Regions from separate parts of the Capsicum annuum genome. Here region 2 is linked to region 1. Evidence: chromatin contacts called from public Hi-C data. All regions are on one chromosome and are shown on one strand. The core of a region is the stretch at or near the end of the contact, and the rest is flanking DNA. Distances in the headings are between cores, read along the strand shown. Region 1 overlaps LOC107856986 (transcription factor TCP2). Region 2 holds the start of LOC107856973 (transcription factor TCP2).

Region 1 (2,700 bases), core at 105-2,604:
CAAAAGTTTCTTTATTTTCTTAAACTTTGTGTCAAGTCAAAGTAGGTCATTCTTTTTCAAATAGAGGGAGTAATTGATTGCGATACAGTAATTGGTTGAATTCAAAATAAATTTAAGTGGAACATATCCAATATCATCTCACAAAGTGAGGATTACAATGAGCAGTGTACATAAACCTTATTCTTACCGCATAGATATAGAGGATTTTTCCAATAGACCTCGATGAATTCAAAATTTAGGAGAAGAAATTTATGACACACAAGCTGAATAGATATTTCTTACCAAAATTAACCCAAAAAAGAAAAAGATATTTCATACCAAAAATATTCTTGTTAGTATTTGCAATCATAAATATGACATGATATTTTATTACTATATGAATAATTTAAAAATTCGAAATAATTTTCATTCACAGAAAAGTGTTATTAACAAACCAAATGTAAAAAGTTGTCATAAGATGATGAAACAAGTAAATATTTAGACATCAACTCATCTAAAAGGGTGAAAATCATTTGGCATTCTCAACTTTATCTAAAAAAATCAAACTCGCTCTTCAACTTTGAATAATAATTATATTCCTTCTTTATCCTAATTAAATTTTTAAAATGTCTATTATCTCCTTTATCATCAACTTTTTTTTACTATTTCTAAAATCATCATATTTTTATTTTTTTAAAGTTCATATAAAGCATTTTCATAAAAACACAAACATTATCTTCTGGCTGAAAAAAGTGAAAAGTACTAATTAAGTATATAAACTAATGATGATCTTTAATGAAGTAAATTAGCATAATAAAAAAATTAATATTATTAATAATAATCAAAACTCTGATATTTATTTTACAAGTGAAAATAATAAGTAATATTAACTTTATAAACATATTTCAATGCAGAAAATATAAAATAATGAATAAAAATAAGGCCGAATTTTAAAGATTATATTTATTTAGATAAATTATAATTTATGTAATACTCTATTCATGACAATCACAACTTATTTATCTATAATATCGTTTCTTATCATTTGACTCTCATACTAAATTTTTTTTTTTTTAATTTACTTATTCAATTTATAAAATCAAGAAAACTGTATTATGTATTTTTTACTCTTACTATTAAGTAACTGTATTATATGTATAAACAAATTTAAAGTTTTAAAGTTTCATTAATAAGATCAATTCAATAAAATGCACTTCTACGTAAAATTTTCTTAAGAGTTGTATCATGTCAACAAAAATAATATAAAATAAATGTAGCAAAAAAATGATGAAATACAAATACGCACATATGTGTACATACATATACACAAAGTTGGAATCTAATGGGCCGTTTTTCTGAGACAAAATATCAAATGGGACACTTGTTATTGAAAGATTCCAAATGGAACAAAATGTTGACTCAAGCGACTTGCGAGTCCGCTGGCTTGCAGGCGACTTCCAAATTCATTTTTCACCACTTTCAAAATATAAAGGAAAAAAGATATGGGCTGATCTTTAAAAAAAAAAAGGCTTATAATTAAAAAGATAGATAACTTGGTCCAATTTTATTTTTCTTTTTAGCCATTTGGTCCAATTGGGCACATGCAATCTTTATATTGAATTGATACACTTTTATATCACATTAATACATTTTTATATTATATTGATACACTTTTTAAAAATAAAGAAAGAAAATTTTATGCAAGTACATGCAGTTCCTATACCCAATTGATACTCTTTTATGTCATATTGATACACTTTTATACTACATTGATATACTTTGATACCGCATTGATACACTTTTATGATAGATTGATACACTGTTATACCACATTGACACAATATATATACGACATAAATACACCTTTTACAGAGAAAATTTGTGCAAGCATATATAGTAATTCGTTATTCGCAAATTTGTTAACTTCACTTAAAATTTTGTGAAAATTTGTGCAAACATATGTAAAATTTATTAAACCTTGTATCCATACTGTCCAAGCATTCCTTAACTTTTTTATTAAAAAGAGAGAGATAGTAGGAAAATAAAAAGTCAAAGTATCATTATAGTGTTAACTCATATGACAAGAGATAGAATAATTATGGGTGCACTTGTATTTCATGTTTTTATTTCTGTGATTGCATCTGAAAAATAAATAGGTGGACAGAGTGGACTTTTCTTAAAAAAAATAAAAGTTAACAACATTAAAAGAAAAAAAATTAGTGAAAAACAAACAAAAAAATAGGAAGAAAGAGAATGTAACCTGTAAAATAATTGATATTAAAAATTAAATAATAAATAAGAAAAAGATAAAAAAGGGATAGTAGCAGCGACAGAAAAATTTAAATGACTATTTATTGAAATTGTCAAATCAATAGCTATATCAATCAAATTATTTTAGGCGAAATAACATTTATATCTTTTCCCCAAATATAAACAAGCAAAGCCAATCACGGAAATCAAAGAAAAAGTCGGTCATTTAATTCATTAATTCACTTATGATTTGTAACCTTTGATTAAATATGACAGAACAACCATCTTAACAATTGCATGCCATATACGATTATTATTCTATGTTAAATTACGGTCATTATAAAAATTGCTAAATTTTAAATTTTAATTCGCCTCCGAATATTAATTATTTGTATTGGTAGTTGAAAAATATTTTACACTTTTAATTTCTAATGTGCAAGATATCATTTTCACCTCATGTGTTGTGGTGCA
Region 2 (2,700 bases), core at 143-2,642, 100 kb after region 1:
TCATCTGTTTCATAATAAATGAATTGTTGAATTTTAATACACATATTAACTAAAAACATTAAAAACATAAATTTAACATAACTTTCTATTTTTACCCAAAAAAAAAAAAATTGACCTAGTAATACCTTTTCAAAAGTTAATTGATTGTCAAATCATAAAGGCAAATTTGAAAAAAAATTTAATGATTCACTTGTTTTAATACACTCAACAATTCACTTATTCTGAAACGGAGCGAGTATTAGTTTTCTTCCTTTCTTTGAAGACTGACCTTCCTTTGAGCTGAAACACCTAGCTTTTCATAGGGCTTTAGATTTAAGCTTTTGGACAGATGGGTTGATGAGAAAACCGGTAGAGCTATTCCTAATCTAAGAAGAAAAAATAAGTCCTTGGAATGTATAGCCTTTTTATGTGTAATTAAAGATCTGCTGACTTTAGAAATTGCATAGTAAGTTATTTCTATGCTCAAAAAGAAAGAAGATAAACTCACCAAAAGAAATTAAATAAAGAATGACAATTTAGTTAAAAAATAAACTATTGCCGGTGGGAGTTAAGTTCATTACTATACTACATACTATATACCATTAATTAAATAGATTATTAGAGGTTCTTGTTTTTGTGTTTGTGTCTGTATACAACAACAATTTATTTATATATATTTATTTAACCATTTGTTGTTTCTTGAATAGATACAGATAAACGTACAACAAAAATGAAAATCTACAGCTGTTGGATCTGAGAGGTTTGTGCTCTTTGAAGCGTCTCTACACAGTAGATCAACTCCTGGTTTCACAAAAAAGGAAAATCAAATTATGGATAAAAATCTTTTCTTTTATCTTCAATGATTAGCTAAAACGACATTGGAGAAAAACAAATTTTCCAAGACAAAAAATACTGTGGCATCTTGAACACACTCAAGAAGTGTTTCTTTCTTAGCTATAATTCACAAAATGTAAAAAAAATTACCTTTAACAGAGCTCAAATTATAGATATAAAGCTAAGTCCAAAGTTCAAGAATTTTACCCGAATTTCCTGTAACCCTGCTTCCTTGTATCACAACTTTTAAAACTCCAAAGCAAGAAAGTAAATTGTTTTCAAAAAAGAAAGTTGTATTAAGTTCCCATGATAATTTAAACAGTACTTAAAATTTAAAAATAAAAATAAAAAAAATGAAGAGAGAGAGAGAGTAGAATAAAAGCCCTAAGGACATGAACTTTCGAGCATATATATCACAAGGCTTATCGGGTAAGTACAGAAACAGTGCCGTTTTTCTCTTTTCCACTTTTTTTTTTCTTTTTAATGTCATTGCCAAGATATTTTTCCTTTTTAGCTGCTCTCTTTATTTTTCCTTTTCCATTTTCTTTTTTAAATCAATTATGACTGATCTTTGGTTTGCAAAACAAAGTTAATATTACTGCCTTCGATTACATATATACAAAATGTGTGAACCCACATACAAAGGTTGTTGCTTGGCGGATGCATGACTGTTGAGGTCTCTTTTGCCATAGATGTGGGTTCGAACCCACCAATTACATATACTTTTATTTTTTGATTCGTTACTCTTTTACACAATTTTTTTTTTCCTTTCCGGCTTTTCTAATGTGTAGGGTCTTTCCAGCTTCCCTTAACGTTTCTTATTAACAAAAAAAAAAAAAAAACGTAAAACAAATAAATAAAGGAAAGAAAGATTAACACAAAAGAAAAAAACATAAACAAATAAATAAAGAAAAGAGAAAACATTAATTATTAAAAGAAAATCTTATACGTTTGAGTTTCTTCGCATAAACTCGAAAATCCAAAATCTCAGTTTCTTCTCCATTCTTCCTCAATTTCTCTCTTTCTCCTCTTTTTCAGGTCTTATTAGTTACTAGACACCTTATAATTTTTGTTTAGGATCTTTAAGTAGAGTTAATATGATTACATAATTTTTTAAGCCTAAAATTCCTTCAGCTTCTAGTTCTTCTTTGTCGAGCTTTCCATCACCTGTCAATCTTTCTAAAGAATTAGACACGGACAAAGTGTGCACCAATTTAGATCTTAAAGCAGACCTTTTAGAAAGAAAATCAATTTTAGAATATTCTTCAGATGTACGTGGTTGGGTAAGGAGCTATTATATACAAAAGATGCCTTGCTAGCTTGGTAAATCTAAAAATTTTGAATTTTTAGTAAAAGATTTTGGAGGAATACCACGCCACTTTAATCCTAAATATTTTTTACCTCTACATACTTAATTGTTAGAATATAACATTTAAAAGAGTCCGAAGCCAAAAGGGCTCTTTCTTTTATCAAAAATTTCGAAAGGGACACTTACTTTCGAAAAAAATCAAAACGGACAAAACGCTGCGGGCCCTGCGACTTACAAGTCGCTCGGGGCCCAGCGACTTGCAACTCCTTTTTTTTTTGTTCTCATCCTTAACATCATCATTTTTACTCCTTTCTTTTCTCTTTCATTTTGACCGAGAACAATAATACTTACCCACTCAAAGATTCCACAATACATAGACCATTCACATATACTCCAAATTCCTTTTCTTGGTGGGAGCAACAGAAAAGAATAGAGAACGTTACATCATCTTTCTTTTTCTCCAATGACCGGAAAACATAAACACAAATAATTCTTCATTTTCATCACTTCACAATTCCACTCTCAAGCACACAATGTATTTAAATAATTTAAGTTGTTAATTATTATAATTTATTATA

The links. A called contact is a pair of places that touch in the nucleus more often than the background predicts.
Region 2: a contact with region 1 is called in a Hi-C map of leaf, with 1.9 times the contacts expected there. The contact joins the promoter of LOC107856973 here to the enhancer-like site in region 1. A contact is called at or near these places in 2 of 5 Hi-C or Micro-C datasets (leaf and placenta).

What each region holds. Positions count from the first base shown.
Region 1 is chr8:68,123,382-68,126,081 of UCD10Xv1.1, forward strand. The region is part of intron 1 of LOC107856986 (transcription factor TCP2); the gene reads left to right. Among protein-coding and RNA genes, the nearest start is that of LOC107856986, 5.2 kb to the left of the region's middle. Within about 2 kb of position 1,355, at least 2 of the 5 cell types and tissues checked have an H3K27ac peak or open chromatin away from gene starts, as enhancers often do. A contact at or near this core is called in leaf, where this site is marked.
Region 2 is chr8:68,228,282-68,230,981 of UCD10Xv1.1, forward strand. LOC107856973 (transcription factor TCP2) reads right to left here and starts at 1,393. Exons shown (of 3, transcript XM_016701929.2): 1 at 1,021-1,393.